Regions from separate parts of the Sus scrofa genome. Here regions 1 and 3 are each linked to region 2. Evidence: chromatin contacts called from public HiChIP or PLAC-seq and promoter capture Hi-C data. All regions are on one chromosome and are shown on one strand. The core of a region is the stretch at or near the end of the contact, and the rest is flanking DNA. Distances in the headings are between cores, read along the strand shown. Region 1 overlaps PRDM10 (PR domain zinc finger protein 10). Region 2 holds the start of ST14 (suppressor of tumorigenicity 14 protein). Region 3 holds the start of PRDM10 (PR domain zinc finger protein 10).

What was found. Promoter capture Hi-C pulls out the DNA fragments that hold promoters and counts their contacts. HiChIP or PLAC-seq counts read pairs in DNA pulled down with a chosen protein or histone mark.
Region 1: a contact with region 2 is called in a promoter capture Hi-C map of fetal liver, with 4 times the contacts expected there. The contact joins the enhancer-like site here to the promoter of ST14 in region 2. A contact is called at or near these places in 1 of 5 promoter capture datasets (fetal liver) and 12 of 47 Hi-C or Micro-C datasets (blood, brain, embryonic fibroblasts and 6 more).
Region 3: a contact with region 2 is called in an H3K27ac HiChIP or PLAC-seq map of alveolar macrophages. The contact joins the promoter of PRDM10 here to the promoter of ST14 in region 2.

Annotation. Positions count from the first base shown.
Region 1 is chr9:56,683,497-56,686,477 of Sscrofa11.1, forward strand. All of the region lies in intron 11 of PRDM10 (PR domain zinc finger protein 10), which reads right to left. Among named protein-coding and RNA genes, the nearest start is that of NFRKB, 29 kb to the left of the region's middle. Within about 2 kb of position 1,600, at least 9 of the 83 cell types and tissues checked have an H3K27ac peak or open chromatin away from gene starts, as enhancers often do. A contact at or near this core is called in fetal liver, where this site is marked.
Region 2 is chr9:56,886,935-56,889,924 of Sscrofa11.1, forward strand. It overlaps ST14 (suppressor of tumorigenicity 14 protein), which reads left to right and starts at 1,312. Exons shown (of 19, transcript XM_005667512.3): 1 at 1,312-1,605. The coding sequence starts at 1,525.
Region 3 is chr9:56,747,796-56,750,830 of Sscrofa11.1, forward strand. It overlaps PRDM10 (PR domain zinc finger protein 10), which reads right to left and starts at 1,692. Exons shown (of 22, transcript XM_013979568.2): 1 at 1,568-1,692.

The DNA of each region.
Region 1 (2,981 bases), core at 350-2,849, 200 kb before region 2:
TTCTGCAGTTTAGAGCTGCAGTGGTGCACATTTTCTAGAAGAAATTATTTTAAAATGTGGAAGCAGCAGAGATGGGTCTCAGAGCTGTTGTCAGCCAACCACTACATACTGGACGGTACATAAGCTACGCTAAAGTGCCAAGGAGTTCCCACTGTGACGCAGTAGTTTAGAATCTGACTGCTGTGGCTTGGGTCACTGCGGAGGTGCAGGTTTGATCCCCAGCCCAGCGTGGTGGGTTAAAGGATCTGGCATTGCCGCAACTGTGACATAAGTCACAGCTGCAGCTCGGATTCAGTCCCTGGCTCGGGAACTACTAAATGCTGTGGGTGCAGCCATAAAAAATAAATAAATAAAGGTGCCAAAATGGCATAGTTGCTAAAACATGTGATGAGAAATTCACTGAAATGAATTCTGAGATAGAGCGTCTGCTGTGGCTCAGCAGTGATGAACCCAACTAGTATCCATAAGGACTCAGGTTCAATCTGTCCCCTCTCAGTGGGTTAAGAAGCCAGCCTTGCCATGAGCTATGGTGTAGGTCACATATTTGGCTCGAATCTGGTATTGTCATGGCTGTGGCATAGGCCGGCAGCTGCAGCTCTGATTTGACCCCTAGCCTGGGAACTTCATATGCCATGAGTGCAGCCCTTAAAAAAAAAAAAAAAGAAAGAAAGAAATGAATTCTGTGACAACAAATTCTTTGCAGACAAAAACCATTAAAATGTTTCTAAAATATGATATTAAGAGCTAAAGGAATCTGATTTTTTTTTAATTTTTAAAAAAATGTTTTGTATTTAGGAACCTAAATTATTGATCTGATTTTTTATTATTTTGATCTAGGATATCAATGTTTCTTTTCTTTTTTTTTTTTTTTTTTAAGCAATTTTTCTCTGGCCTGCTTTCTGCTCAGTTTTCAAAAGCTTTGGTGCAGGAGCCCCACCCAACATACCTTCCTCTCCACTATCCTCCAAGTGGCATCTGTGCGAGGGTCAGGCCAGCGTGTGCACAGTCCCGTAACCACATCAAGCACATTCCTGTGTCTCAGCCTTTGATGCCATGGCTGCCCTCCTCTGAAATGGTCTACCTTCCTCCTGTCTCTCTTTCAAGGACAAGTTTAAGATTTACATCACCAATGAATTATTCCCCAACTCCATCTTTCTTTGGCCTTTCACTCTTCCAACTTCCTATAGCGATTATAGGCTTTTCCTTTAAATTTAGCACTTCACTGTGACCCATCTTACATTAACATCGTCTGTCAAATTAGACTGCAAGATCCCAGGGGAAAGGACTCCAGTGAAAATGCTACTGGGTTTCGGCAGTGCTACACATACAGTATGAACTCAGAGCCACTGCAAAAGTCTTTCGGTTGTTTCAGAGCTGGAAGGGACCTTGCAGATCACTTAGTCCTACCATGTGTTGTGTGTATGTGCAAATTGCAGCCCACGGTTTAACTCGCTTCCTATTTGGAAATACATTATTGGTATTCATTAACTAATTTGCGTTTATAGCAACCAAATTGTCGTTTCCACCAGGATTTAGTAAGTACAGGTTGCAAAGAACAGCAGGTCAGGCAAACACTTAAATAACATTCTGTTATGTGAGTGAAACACAGGAAAAAAACCTACCTGCAGCTCCAACTGAGCAGGCAGCATTAGAGGAGAGAAAAATAGTTACATTACCAATGGGGTTGGAAGGCTTCCCTTCAGTTGGTCATTACCAATCTGGATAGAAAAGATGAAAAAATACATAGCCCTGCTTTTTAGAATGTGTGAGAGGAAAAAAAAAAAAAATAGCTCACCTAAGACTGACCTCCAAAAGCCACATGCACGTGGCTTTGGCTGTGACACAAGGAACTTTGTACTAGAGCACAAGTACCAGCATGGCTACACTACCCTTGCACATGTGGACTTTAGTTGTTTTCCTTCAAAAAAATTAAATCTAGCAAGCATTTCTCTGGACTCAATGAAAAATCAGAATGGCCAAAGCAGAAAAGACAGTTATTTGCATAAGAGGGTGCAATGCAGATTGGGAAATCTTGTAGCATGATGAATGGAAGGTATTCATAGCTTTCTGCCTTTCTGGTCTGTATGTGTTTACACATTCTTTTGAAATGACATACATGGAGGCACACATTTTCAAAGTTTCCATGTCAGGACCCTGCTAAAGGCCTCGGTGTGCTCAGGGCTCTTCCATCCTGTCACACGGTACAAACGTTTAAATGCATTTTTACATGAAGGGATGGACTATTCGGCTGTTCAAGATCCCTTCTAGCCTACAGGCAAATGAGAAGACCCAAGAAACATAAACTAAAATGATCAACCATCTAGAAACTGGGAAGTTATACAAAAAGTCTCTCTCATCCACACATGAAGGACAAAGGAAAGGCTTGAAACGCCCTGCTGCCACAAACATGGGTTGAAGTGACTGTTTTCTGGATGTAAATTGTCAGCAAGGGCGCTCATCCCATAAAACCACGTTGCTCTCCACACTCATCCCCTGCAGGTTCTAACTCACACTCGAGGCTATGAGTGACATGGGGATAAAACACACCTGGCCCAGCAGCCAGACAGGCCCTGCAGCCACAGGGTCTAAAGTCAAGACGTAGGTCACGTAGGTCACTGCCCTACCCCTAAACTTGATGGTTAGCTCTGAGCTGCCTCAGTGTGTGGGCTGCACCTGCCCTATCAACCTAGACACGGTTCCTTTGCACTGACAAGTCATGGCATTTGCCAGCCATCCCTTGGAAACCGCCAATAACCAAATTCAAAACCCAAAATTAACTTGAGAACTGTGATTAGGCACAAATTAGGCTGGCTTAAATACAAGTAACTATTATAACTCAATGTACTTATTTCTCCAGTTCCAGTCTGTGAGTAAGGGATCCAGAGAGCTACCCTACTCTAACCACAGCAGTCCAGAAGCTGCCAAGAGCCAGGCTCCCGTGCCATGGCTAAATTGGTCAAACCTAAGACCAGCCATTCCAG
Region 2 (2,990 bases), core at 62-2,561:
CAGGAGAAATGGTGCAAGACGGCCAAGTCTGGGAAGGGAGTCTGGGCCTTGCTGATTGTTTCTCTTTTGCTGTTTTTCTTTTCTTTTCTTTTTTCTTTTTGGCCGTGCCAGGGGCCTGTGGAAGTTTCCATGCCAGGTATCTAACTTGAGCCACAGCAGTGACAACACGGGATCCTTAACCTCCTGAGCCACAAGGAAACTCCAAAGCAGGAGTTTTTATTTTGCTTGCTCTTGTTTCCCAGCATCAAGAACGGGTGCTTAATATATAACTTGTACTGAATGATATTTGTTAAATGCAAATGCGTAACACTAGTAGAAAGCAAAAGGAGAAGTTCCCAAGCAATTTTTCTCCCCAGGCAATTGTTAATTCAGGATTGGCCCTCCCTCATCATGTCAATGCTAGGAAGGTGGACTTAACCTACCTGAAGCCATCAGATGAGTTGCCAAGAAAGTGTAGAGAAAAAAAAAAGAGAGAGAGCTTTGGGAACTCTGACATTTAGGGGCCAGAAAGGAGGACCAGAATCCAGGGAAGGTGAGCATTTGAGGCTGGGGTCAATCAGTATCAGATGCTGCAAATAGGTGAAGGAGGCTGGGAGCAGTTGAGAGGGCACTGAGTTGAGCAACTCTGGGAGAGCCGGATGCAGGCCACAGGGAGGCCCTCATGGAGCAACAAGGAGGAAGGAGAGGCAGCTACCTGCCAGGAGGGAGAGGGGGCCAGTGGCTGGAGGTGGAAGCTGGGCCACGGGTAGGTCAGAACTGAGACCTGGACAAGTGGAGCAAGGTGGGGAGAGACTGAAGACTCTGGAAGAGAGGGAGGGAAACCAAGGCTGGACTCCAGGTGGAGGATGGGCCACTTCTAGGCGAGGAAAAGGGCGGGGGTGGGGGAAAAGTTTCCCTGTTTTGTTTGTTTGTTTTGTCTTTTTAGGGCCGCACCTGCTAGGGGTCTAATCCGAGCTGCCGCTGCCATCCCAGGCCAGAGCCACAGCAACGCCAGATCCGAGCCGCGTCTGCAACCTACACCACAGCTGAGGGCAACGCCGTATCCTTAACCCACTGAGCGAGGCCAGGGATAGAACCTGAAACCTCATGGTTCCTAGTCGGATTCATTTCCACAGCGCCAGGCCGGGAACTCCCAAGTTTCGCTGCAGTTTCACGCTATCTCCCGGGGGCCTGTTATGTGAGCGGGGCACGGTGCGGGCAGAGGGCCACCGCCAGACAGGTCGCCCCACCCAGCTCCTCCACCACCTCCAGGCAGTGGCCTAGCTTCCCGGTTCCCTAGGGGAGGAGGTGGCCGAGAGCCCCGCGGGCTGGGGGGAGGAGGTGGAGGGGGTGGAGGGGAAGGTGCGGCGACGCGGCGGGCGGGGCTGGCCGGGAGCCACACCCTGAAACTACCTGCGCGCGACAGGAAGGGCCGGGTAAGAACCTCGGCGGCCGGCGCGCTGGACCTGCGACCGGAACCAGGCCCGCCCCGCGCCCCGACCCCGACCCCGCGGCGATGGCCTGAGCCCCACCGCCCACGGGACCATGAGGAGCGACCGGGAGCGCAGGGGCGCTGGCGGCTTCGGGGGCCTCGGCGCGGGACTCAAGTACAGTTCGCGGCCGGAGGTGGGCGAGCGCTGGCGGCGCGGGCATCTGGGCGGGACACGCGGGGGCCGGGGGGCGAGGACAGGGCCCGGGGAATCGGGGGCCGGGGGAGTAGCGCGGCGCTTCTGTCGGCCGAGGGAGCCGCTCCTCTGCCGGTTTGTGGTCGCGGCGCCGGGTCAACAGGTGGAATTTCCTGCTCGGCGGGAACCCGGCAGGACCTTCGATTCCCGCCTCGCCGCGCCCGCCTAGGTACAGGCGTCTCTCTGCCCCGGTCCCCCTGTCCCTCGGGCTTTTCCCTGACCTGGAAGGGTTCTCATCTTGGGCCTTGCATAATCTCCGCGCAGTGGGTGCACATCTGGAAGGAACCAACGGCGTGGCCTCAGACTAGGTGGTTTGGGTCGGGAAAGGAAAGTTGCCAAAGGGCTCCGGAGTCCTAGCGTCCTTGGCCTCTGCAGGAACTTGTTTTTGTCTTGCTGGTCTGAAGACATTCTGAGGACCTCTGCAGAGGACAACTGGGAGGCCAGAGCTTCGCTTGCCATAGAGCTTGGGACACCCAGGGCGGGACTGGGTCTGGGCTTCTCCAAGAGGGGATGGAGCCGTTTGGGCAGGTGACTTTATGGGAAAGGATGTGGGAAGCTGTGTCTTGAGCCTTTTGGAAGACACTGAAGCAGAAAACTCTTGCTTGGCAGAAAGAACAGGAGAGACTTCTTAAAAGATCTTTAATTAAAATGTTAGATCTTTTTTTTTTTTTTTTGTCTTTTTGCTATTTCTTTGGGCCGCTCCCACGGCATATGGAGGTTCCCAGGCTAGGGGTTGAATCGGAGCTGTAGCCGCCAGCCTACACCAGAGTCACAGCAACGCGGGATCGAGCCGCGTCTGCGACCTACACCACAGCTCACGGCAACGCCGGATCGTTAACCCACTGAGCAAGGGCAGGGACCGAACCCGCAACCTCATGGTTCCTAGTCGGATTCGCTAACCACTGCGCCACGACGGGAACTCAAAAAAAAAAAAAAAAAAAAAAAAAAAAAAAAAAAAAAGTTAGATCTTAACGTAAAGAGCGGGGAAGCTACATGGCAGTGCTCTGGCAGGACTAACAGCCAGGCCTCCACGGAGGTCTCTCGAGAATCACTGTCTTTTCCAAGGCCATTCTGACTGAGAAAGCTTGCAGAAGCCAGATTCTGGGGATGCCCTCATTCTCTGAACCACCCTTAGCAACTGAGGCTGGGTACTCTGGGTTTCTCCACTTTTCCAGCCAGTGCGGGAGGAAGTGTGGACTCAGCAGCCAGCCTGGAGGCTTGGGACTGTTCCCGCTGAGTCTCAGCCCTGCTGGGGGCAGATGCACACTGGTGGTGGACATCTTCTATTTTCCTTGCTTTAATTGCCATGTTTATGAATCCCTGATA
Region 3 (3,035 bases), core at 442-2,941, 140 kb before region 2:
AGGCTGGCAGCTGCAGCTCCAATTAGACCCCTGCCTGAGAACTTCCATATGCAGCAGGTGCGGCCCTATAAAGAAAGAAGGAAAAAAAAAAAAAAAGCCCAGAAGTTACTTTGTAAACGTATCAGGTTGAATCAACATTGCTTTAAGCAGAGCTTGCCTCGATCTTTTTTAATTTAGTTTTTTTCAATTTAGAACATCATATAAGTACAGTTCCTCAACACAGAAGCGCTTGCGGTGCTGGGGGTGGAGTGGGCAGTGTACCAAAAACACACACAGTACACCTTCCTGCCTTCAAAGAGCTTACAGCAAAAGGTGGAGAAACAAAGGAATGCGTCAGAAAAAGAGGCCGCAAACCCTCACGAGTGATTTGTTTTTTATGAAGTGCTTCTGAGTTTAAAGAACTTTGGGGGACGACCAGCCGGGCAAGATTTGAATAGGCTTCGAATGGCACATGGCCCAGCTGGGTGCGAACCCTCTCAAGCTTGATCCTCGACTTCAGACCTAGAAGGAGCCAGCCTTGTGCTTAAACGTACACAAACATTGACTGAAAATTGATCGGAACCCAACCAACCCGCCAAACAAGGCTAAGCACGAACGCACACAAAATTCGACAAATCTGCGTTCACTTGACTTAGCAGAGCACCCGAGATGTGGCCACAGGCTAAAAAGTGCTTAAGCAAAGCTGACGATAGGCTGGCAACTCAGTACCGCCAACCCGCTTCCCAAAGGCCTGTGGCTCAAGCCTCCGCACCCGTCCCCGCCGCCCCAGAGCAGAGGTGGACCTCGGCCTGCGCCCTGCCCACCGCGAACACTGTCCACCAAGAATGCCCCAAACGGGCCATCCATCCCTCGCCGGGTCCCGGGACGCCAACTTGTGCATAAGGAACTAGGAGCCAACAATCAATGGCAAGACGGTGGCGCGGCCTCCCGAGACAAAGCAGGGAACCCAGACCACTGAGCCCGCCGGCCCCTAGTCCAACGCCGCGCCGCCGCCCCCGCGCCCGCCAGCTGAGACCGCCTGCTGCACCCCGAGCGCCCGCCGCACCCCAAGCGCCCGCCCAACCGCCGCCGCAGAAGCGTGCAGGGCGCCCAACCGCCGTCCCGGCCCAACCAACGCGGGCAGGGGAGGAGAGGTGCGCGCGGCCGGCGGAGCGTGCGAGCCGCTCGGGGGTCGCAGGGGGGAGGCTGCGCGCGGGGAAGGCAGGGCGAAGAGGCGCCGGAGCCATGGCTGAACACAGCGCCAGGAGGGGCTCGGGTAGGGGATTTTGCCCCTTTCCCCTTGGAAGGTGCAGATGGTTTGACCCCCCACCCCGAGTGAGGTGCCTTGTCCCAGCCCCGGCTGGACTGTACCATCGGGCGGTGCCGCCGGGATTTCTCCCCCCCACCACCATCACCAAGCTCCCCCCCCACCCGGGTCCGCGGTCGGTTGGCCCCGGCCGGGCTCTGAGACGCGGAAAGAGCTTGGCGCCATTTTGGGTGGGACTAAGCAAAGACGAAACACCCTCCCAGTCGATGGGGTACTCTGGACGCTGGCTTATCCGGTTCCCTTAATCCTTTAGGTACTTACACGACGTTGGGTGAGGGGAGCTGGTAGATCAGCGGGTCCCCGATCCTCTCTCCCTAGGGGTGATGGAAATCAAACCCCCCCGCCACCTCCAGGTGGTTCTTCCCGCCGCAGAGTGGGAGCAGCATAAAAGGCGGGGCTTCATTAGCATAATCTGCCTGGCAACCTGATCTCGGCGTTATATGATTGGTTGAACTCTGTAAACTCCTTGCCCTGCCGAAAGACGAGTAACGCTGGGGCGAACTGACAGGCCCAGATTTAAGACTCATGACGAAGATCCTGAGACGCTTATTCAGTCGGTGGAGAAGCCAAAAGGAGATTCACACAATGGCCCAATGGCTGAAGGCCTCTTTATTTCGTGCTCTGCTGTTCGTTTAAAATCCAATCAAAGAGCGGGTTTCGGGCAGCGTTCGCCTGCGTTTGTGCTCTAAGCCAATCAGAAGAGCCGACTCTTCGGATTCAGGGTCAAGACAGCTCACCGGGACCCGCCGTGGCCCAGGTGGGAGAGTTCCAGCCTCTGTTCTTCGGGTGGCAGCTCGCCAGCCTCAGTGCCCCAAGTGGGAGGAGGGACTGCAAGTCTGTCGGGTGTCAAGCCTTCCCCGCACGCACCCGAGAGCCCTAGCCCTGAGAGCTGCATCCCGGGACACGGTGGGCCAAGCGCACGCCCGCCTGCTCCGGCCTCTGCTGCCAAATCCACGCCACGAGCGGGACCCGAGCGGAGCCGGCCCACGGCGTCTAAACTCAACCCTGCAGACCCAGGGAGCGCCGGTCTGAGTCTCTCCTTTCCTTTTACCATTCTGAAAAATTTCACAAACATGAAGTGTTACGAAACACTGGTTAACCAAAGACTTAGCTCTGTTTTCTTAACCTCAGGCTCCCACATCGTACCGTCCCTCAAAACTGCCTCTGCAAAGGAGCCAAGTGCAGAGAAATGAGCTCAGACTCTACAATAAAACACCAGCTCTAGTTCCCCACCCCTAATATGAATAGCAGCTAGAACTTGAAGAGACCTAGAGCCTTTCCACGTACAGGGAACAATTATCCCATCCATGACATCTACCTTGCTATGTTGTTTAGAAGACTAAGTGGGATTTACATGTAAAATACTTAGCACACTAGAATCTAAACGGATAAAAGTGTTAACGGCGATAGGAGTTTCCTTGGTGGCTCAGAGGTTAACGAACCCGAGTAGCATCATGAGGATGCTGGTTCAATCCCTGGCCTTGCTCAATGGGTTAAGGACCTGGCGTTGCAGTGAGCTGTGGTGTAGGTCGCAGACAAGGCTCGGATCCAGCGTTGCTGTGGCTCTGGTGTAGGCTGGTGGCTACAGCTCCGACTGGAGCCCTAGCTTGGGAACCTCCATATGCCAGTGAGGCCCTAGAAAGACAAAAAAAAAAAGACAAAAAAAAAGTGTTAACGGCGATAAAACATGCAAAATTGCTAAACTACTGGCTAACCAACAAAAAAAAAA